Regions from separate parts of the Triticum aestivum genome. Here region 1 is linked to region 2. Evidence: chromatin contacts called from public Hi-C data. All regions are on one chromosome and are shown on one strand. Each heading gives the region's core, a stretch centred on a gene start, on an enhancer-like site or on the middle of the called end of the contact. The rest is flanking DNA. Distances are from core to core; before and after follow the strand shown.

Region 1 (4,027 bases), core at 977-3,476, 580 kb before region 2:
CAGTGCCCCAGTATAGCCAGCAGAATGGAGAGCCTCTAAAAGTAAACCTTGAGGATTAGCAGAAAATTCAGCTATTTCAGCTTTCATCTCCTCCAGCTGTAAGACAACAGGACATTAATACAATGAAGGGTAAACCTGGAGCGCTTACCTTTAAATAATGGAATACCTGCTCTTTAACCTCCCAATCAAGAAATGCTGGGTTTCTCACACTATCAATAAGTACTTCGACCATATCAGGTACATAGGCCCTGAATGCATCATAGGTATAGCACATTTGTTCACGAGTAGCTATTGCAGAAACATTCCCTCCAATGGACTCTACCTCGCGTACTAGCCGCAAATGACTCCTGTTTGTGGTGCTCTTGAATGACATTCTCTCCAGTAGATGCGATGCTCCAGATGAACCAGGTGTTTCATACATAGAACCACAATCAATATACAATCCCACTGTTGCTGCTGGACTCTGCAGTTAAGTCCCTATAAATTACCCCAATGTAGATATTTAAAAAAAGGAACACACTGAAACATCTGCAGGCACATAGTGATACCGTTGATGTTTCTGAAGCAATTTTGATGCCATTCGGGAGAGTGGTAACTTTTGCCTTGGCTGGCTCTACAAAGTCTGGTAGTGGTGGAGGAATGGTGACGCCTGGGAGAGGGACATCAAGAGCTGGAAACTGGGTTGGCTTGCTACCAAGAAGCCAACCAAATAAACCACCAGAAGACTGCTTCACAACACTTGTACTAGCAAACCTACTAGAACCATGTTGCTGCAAGCAGAAAAAGGAAACAAATTGTGCGGTGGCGAGAACATCAGGTAACATCGCTAAAACTCTAAAAGTAAAGGTTGAAAACGGAAAAGCTTGAACATGAAACCAACTTGTGTGCAAAATACATAAGTTAAGGCAGGCAACAGGTGAAAATAAAAACCAATAGGACCAAATTGCAAAGCAAAACCCACCATATGTAAATTTAAAGTAACAAAGTGTGGCTAGTAACATATATCACTCCTTGAGTTTCAACTACAATATATTGTCGATGCTCTAAGTATGATCTGAAATAAGTAATGGACACAAGGACATGATGTTCATACAGGTTTAGACCTCCTTATAAATGATAACAAAGCTAGTCGTGTGTTCTTATATTGGACATGTTACAAAGGAGGTGATGCTTGCACTAGTTAGAGGGAAAGACGTGAACAAGTGTGTAATGTCGAACGGGATACAAAATGAGGTGACATGGGAATTGTTTGTCTAATAACATATAATCATTGAAGGGGCGCAGTTCCTTGGTATGAAGTGATGCACATTGGATCACAGGGAACAACAAACTAGGGTGGTTCTTGTCAGTGACTCTGATGATGGTGCCTCTGAATGACAATTGTTTGACAGCACATTGATGAGTGTGTACGACTTATGGCACTTGGCAGTGTGAGTTTGTTAGGCACATGCTGTCTATGGCAGACAGATGGAGGTACGGATTGTGCCTATCTGATGGACCCAATTTACCCTTAAGGCTAATAATGACAAAGTAAATAGCCAACAACTACATTTTAAGCATTTTATACAGTATCACAGATTCATGATATGGATGCGCCAGAGATGTATTTTTGTGTTTATGTAGCACAGATTCATAGTGTGGAAACCGTATCACTTATTTGTATTTTCACTTGAGTTGTAACACAGCCCAACATAAGTAGTACTAGCTCAAATACCAAAATCACATCCTGCAGATCGTGGTTCTAATTGGAGTGTGGATCAAATAGACTGGTATTTACATCACCTCACAAATTTGTCTAGCTCGGTGTCTGTCAGAAATCACCTGACTTCTACTATCCGCGTCCCTTCTTCTCTATTCGAGGGATAACAAGCACAGCACCCGCAGCAAACACCATGCGTATACACTCTAGCCCCCGTTTCTAAGTGATGGAATTGGAAGCTAGACCAATCGAACATATAACCAACGGCATATGAATCGGCAGCAACTCCACGAGCACCACCCGAGGAATCAGCTCGTTTGTCTGACGAACGCTGAGGGTTTGCTGCGGGGCGGGCAGATGGGGGAAGAGGGTACCTTGAGAGCGCGGAGGTGGCTGCCGGCGACCCGGTACATGGCTGCCGCCGCCCGGGAGCTCCGAGGGCGGGGAGTGGCGACCCGGACGGAGACGAGGGGAGGGCCGCCGAGGAGCTGAGGGCTCTATGCTCGTGTACAAACGAGCGTGCGTCGGTTGAGTGATTCTGGCCGGGTCGTGGGCCGTATTTCGGCCCTGCATACAATCGGCCCATCGTGCTTATCGCGAGCGAGTCAGCGATACAACAATCGGCCCATGGCGGCTGTACTCTCTGCCGCGAGGAAAAATATTTGGAAAGATCGGATGATTCGGATCCAGCTAGTCGACTATGTTGTTCGAAAAGAAAAAGGGAAAAACTTGCCGACCACCGGTCACCCGAGTCAAAACAGTGCATCGGACCCACCAGAGTCACAGGGGCCACATACACCATGATCGCTCGCAAGGACCTGAGCCGCCACGGGCCCACACACAGCATCACCCAACAGTAGGATGCGTCCAACGGGCACCGCCCACGTGGAGACCATGGCAAAGCAGAAAGCCAGAAACGGGCGGACGGCCGGCCGGCGTGACGAGGGGGCAGCGCAGCAGGACGCACGCGTACGAGTCGCGTCGACGACGCCAGCTCGCCGCGGTCCACTCGTTGCACGGGCTCGAAAACCTCGGCTGTTTTCCCTCTCGCGGACGCGGGAAATCTCGCGGCTGGGCAATCCGGCCGTTTCGGGTGACCGGGCGGTTTTACCTGGAATTATTGGTGCGCGATTAGGCAGTCTTTCATCCGCACCCTTCAGTTCTCTGTGATTATCTTTGCGCGCCTCCCCGTGTACAAGGCTGCTCTCCAACTGGTCTTTATTTTCTTACATACTTTGAGCCACTCTTTTATAGTCAGGTTAGGTTAGTATAGTCTTCCTGAGCGCCTTGTGTAAGCTGTGAGGCAATGTCATGATCCGTTCTGCGATGCCAACTTTACATCCTTTTGCACGCTTCTATGGCTCAGTTGATGAGGGGTTTATGTAGGTCAAATGCACGTCCTTGTCACCAACAACCTTGCCTTGTTCCTCGCCGATGTGTGAAATTTTATATGTTTTCGTGGATGTGTTAATCTTGACCCGTGCTGTCCAATCAACCTATGGCTGGTGAATTATCCTCACTTCATTTATCTCTGCAAAAGAAATTGTCACACGATTAAAATCATAAAAAGTTTGTTGGCCGGCATTCAAACCAAGAATCCGTTATAAGAACATTGCTTGCCTACTATGTACAATCCCTTTATACTTTTTTTTTATAAAAGCACCATTTCTCGTTTAATAGGCTAATGGCTCATTTCGTGAGTAAATATTCTTCGTGAGTTTCGCTCCAGACTACATTATGCATTTAGTCGCTCCGTGGCAAATGAATTAGCATTATAGAAAATATTAACATGTTTTTATAAGGGTTATGTCTTTTAGAGTATACACATCATACATGGAGTCGTGAAGAAAGCTTTGAAGATTTGTTGCACCTACTCCCAAGCATGAAAAAGAGGTCGCTCAGAAAAAAAAAAGGAAAATGATGAAACCGCACAATTACTCGACTGTCAAGGGACCTGCGGAGATAAACGCACCCACGTTTTGTCCACCAATAAATCCCATCCCACCAACCAACCAACAATCCACCCAAAAACCCGGACCATCAGCCCCCTCCCCACTCCCCCTCCCTGGATCCGATTCAGCAGACTCGCCACCTGTTTTCGCCCCCGCAGTCTTCTCCTGGGGTTTTGCCTTGCCCCCACAGCCCACACTCTTCCCATTTCTCGCGTCTCCTCTGGCCACCACCAGGAGCAAAGCCCGAGCCGCAACGCCTCTCGATCCACGAATCTCCCCAGCGGATCTGCTGGTTCCGGAAGGGTTTGGAGCGCGCCGGAGCCTGGAGGCGTCTCGGCGTGCGCGTAAGGTTGGGCCGTCGAGCTGTTTCGGTAGG
Region 2 (3,901 bases), core at 792-3,291:
CTATGCTATAATTTTCATGTCCAGAAACTAGTGTTCATTGGAACTTCTGAGGGAGTTTCTTCCACATTGAGGCCATACTGGACAAAGGCGATAAAAGAAAGGGCTGGTGTTCTCCAGGCACAGCCTGATATGCTTGAGCTTGTACCACCTGCAACTTCTAAGGGCACCGGGGTGAAGATTTTGCTGGACCATCTTTGCATTAGCCCGGACGAGGTATAAGTTGTCTAGTTCCCCACTACATCTTCCATGGTGCAAGCCAAATGTTGCTGCATTTTATTCTCTCAGTTTCTTCAGTTACAAATCTAATCTTGATCATTATTTCCCTTTTTTAATCACATATTGAATATATAACACTCCCCCTAAGCTTCCGTTGAATCCTTGAAATTCTAAGTTTTGTTTGGCTACCAATACTACCTAGGCTTGCATTATTTCTCACTCGTAACCTTTTCCTGCAAGGTAATGGCAATTGGAGATGGAGAAAATGACATAGAAATGCTACAGCTAGCATCACTGGGTGTTGCTCTGGCAAATGGCGCCGAGAAGACCAAAGCAGTGGCAAATGTAATCGGTGCCACCAACGACGAAGATGGAGTTGCACAGGCCATCTATGACTACGCTTTCTAACAGCCGCTGACACTACTACGGCGCACTGGGACAGGATTGTCTTCCCCCAGCGTTGTTGCCTAATAACAAGTTTTGTTCAAACATCTATCACCAAGATTATTCAGGGTTGTGTTCACAGCACCCGCCAAGAGTTTTAACACTTGAAGCATTAGGTAGAGCTATTCTTTGGTTGGCAATCAGTGAAGACACGCCATTCTTTTTTCCACTGGGAATATCTGTACTCCCTATGATCCATATTACTTGTCGTTCACTTGGTACAACTGTAGTACTGGACTGGATTGGAGGGAGTAAAACATTCTTCCATCTCTTGTACCCAAGAATGGTGTCTGTTTTAGCCATGCTACTTTGTACTCCTTGTAATGTTGAGAAATAACCAGGATGATCAAAGACCATGTACCGTGGCTCAGAATTCGGATCTTAGATAATCTTTGTTAATCGAAAGAAAATGTTTGGTATACAACCGCTCTCTATTTACACACTGATGAATCAATCAATGTCCTCCTGAACAATATGTCTCCCCGAACAGCAGAGAAGCAAAAGCCTCTTAGTACATTTGACAGGCTAATACTCCCGCCAAGAAAAATCCTCAAGGTCAATGAACAAAGAAGAGAAGCGAAGCCAGCCCTGGACAGACATTTTTTTCGGCTGCGAGCCCTACTGATGGCACGCGCTCTTGTTGACAGGGATCGCGGGAGGCCTGTAGAGCATGTTGGCGCTGCTGGTCCGCGCCATCATCAGATTCGCGCAGGAGCTCGCGGAGCTCTGCTTGGCAATTCCCTTGCTGTTGGTGTTGGGAGCAGGTACGGGGCAAGCTGTCTGGTAACTGTCCAGATCGATGTTGCTCCTGCACGACTTGATCTTCTTGTAGGGGTTCTTCTTGGGCAGATCCTCCAGGCACCTCACCTCGGACATGCACGCGAACGACTGGGACTTGCCGTCGTAGTATTTTGACAGCCCTTTCCTGCAAAGAGAAGAAGAGCATGGTCAGGAAACCTCCCTTTTGCTGCTGGCTGCTGCACATACATACATATAGTATATGTTGATGAACTTATCAAGGAGGCTAGTAAGTTCCTCGGAGACTTACTTGGCAGAGAGCTCAGCCTTCATGGACGACAGATCGTAGACGCCATCGGAATTCAGTCTCCGCACCGGGGAAGCCGGCACAAACTGGTCCTCGCCGTCTGAAAACCGGGCCTCGTCGTCGTCGGAGTTGCAGGAAAAGGAGGACGAGGTCTCGAACAGGTCCTCGTCTTCCTGGTGCGCCGGGAGGACCTGAGAAGCTCCAGCAGATCTGCCCATGCTTGCAAGTTTCTGGTTTCTGGAACGCAACGGAAGGACCTCAAGGCGAAAGGAAAGGAACCTATGCTGGCTGCTGTATGGATGGATATATTCTTGCTCTCGCTTGCTCTGTTTCACGACCTTTATAATCTGGCAGGAGGGTGGGTATATATAGAGCCCCAGCTGCGACGATGGGGATAACGCTGGGCGTTGTCCTAGTGCGCTTTGACTAATACTCGGAAACCGAACGCAATTTCTAAAGGTCAGTGACATCACCGTTGGTTCCGGGGACGAGGCTCCTCTGCCGTTCGGCAGGGTGCGGTTCCATCCCTGACAGGTGGGCTCATTGAAAAACAGACCCACATGGCAGTGCCACAACTGCAGGTGATGTATGTCAGGGGAGCCGCTTCCTCCGGTTCCGGTGTGTTTACATTGCACAAGTATTTTTAGAAAAAACGAAGGCATTTTTTTTGCCTCATCTCTTTAAATAATACTTCCTTTTGTGAAAATCTCTTTAAATAATACTAATAAGAATAACAATGTTTTTAACGATTACAGGGCCACATAAGTCCAACAGGGAATCATTCTCCTGGTAAAATGTTTCCTAGAAATTCCCCTGCCATTTCCCAACTTGCTTCTTCCCCGACCTTCGTCGCTATATGAGCCTCTCTACTCCTAATGTCTGAGTTGGTAGAATAGTATTCACGGTTTATTTTCGTCCCATCATTTTCAACCGTTTTATTTCGCTGGTTTTTTTGTCCCCTTCCCCAATCTCATCGGTTTAGTTTCGCGTCACCCTATCACACAACAAAAAAAATCTGAACGGATCAGAACTTTCCATGTTGGCAGCAAGCTATTTAGTAATATCTTTATGTGAAAGAATCAATCATGATCAATTTTTAAATATCAAATCTAAATTAATTAACCTTACCATAAATCACTCAATCACATTAATTAAGAAACAAATAACCGTCCGTATGAGCATTAATCGCTCAATCACATTAATTAGCCTTACCAAGAGAAACGAGGGCGGCTGCGGCTGCCGGTGCAAGAGGTCGATCTGGTCGTGCCTTCCCACCACCGATCGCGCTGCGTCGCTATCGGAGGGGCACCAGGGATGGCACCCGCATGGTTTGGGTACGGTTGGAGCCACCCCGTACCCTTACCTGTCCACTCTAAGCTTACCCATCACTCTTACCCATACCCGTCAATGGGTACATTTCCCCCCATACCCGTTACCCGACAGGGTAGATGGATACCCGTGGGTTAAATTACCCATGTTTGCAAAGCATCAGTTTGAACGACTCATAGTCATAAAATACAACATATAATTATAATTTATAATCAACAACAGATTATAACAACAACACCCACTTTTAAACAACAAGACATCATAAACAACAACATATTTAATAAACAACATCACTTTCTTGTAAACAACAACACATCAAAACATCATCACATTAGTCATATATTTTGAGCTCACAAATTCATCACAAAGTGTTGAGATAATTTTGAGTTCATATAGATTATATATGGGTACATGGGTATGTGGGTATGGGTTATATGATCTCATACCCGTACCCGCTCTACCCGATGGGTTTAACATTTCCCTATTTATATACCCATGGATAATGTTTTATCCCATACTCTTACTGAAAGGATCGATATGGTTGACTAGAGGGGTGGGGGGTGAATAGGCAACTAACAATTTTTAAGCTTTTCTTTAACAATTTAAACCTTGCAACAAAATATGTTGTCTAGATATGCAACTATGTGGACAACCAATATGATGCAATGACAACTAGCACACAAGCAAGTAATAGATACAACACAAGTAAGCTTGCAAAAATAAAGGCACGAAATAACCAAGAGTGGAGCCGGTGAAGACGAGGATGTGTTACCGAAGTTCCTTCCTTTTAAGGGGAAGTACGTCTCCGTTAGAGCGGTGTGGAGGCACAATGCTCCCCAAGAAGCCACTAGGGCCATCGTAATCTCC

The links. Hi-C and Micro-C count contacts between places; a contact is called where the count stands out from the background.
Region 1: a contact with region 2 is called in a Hi-C map of leaf, with 5 times the contacts expected there. The contact joins the promoter of LOC123070665 here to the promoter of LOC123070662 in region 2. A contact is called at or near these places in 3 of 5 Hi-C or Micro-C datasets (all in leaf).

What each region holds. Positions count from the first base shown.
Region 1 is chr3B:514,433,240-514,437,266 of IWGSC CS RefSeq v2.1, reverse strand. LOC123070665 (mitochondrial-processing peptidase subunit alpha) reads right to left here and starts at 2,226. Exons shown (of 14, transcript XM_044493956.1): 1 at 2,074-2,226; 2 at 549-770; 3 at 167-463; 4 at 1-96. The coding sequence starts at 2,112. It overlaps LOC123070663 (phosphatidylglycerophosphate phosphatase PTPMT2), which reads left to right and starts at 3,728. Exons shown (of 6, transcript XM_044493954.1): 1 at 3,728-4,027.
Region 2 is chr3B:513,854,336-513,858,236 of IWGSC CS RefSeq v2.1, reverse strand. It overlaps LOC123070662, which reads right to left and starts at 2,041. Exons shown (of 2, transcript XM_044493953.1): 1 at 1,709-2,041; 2 at 1,024-1,585. The coding sequence starts at 1,923. The coding sequence ends at 1,279. LOC123070661 (endoribonuclease YBEY, chloroplastic) reads left to right here. Exons shown (of 12, transcript XM_044493952.1): 11 at 25-213; 12 at 457-1,016. The coding sequence ends at 624.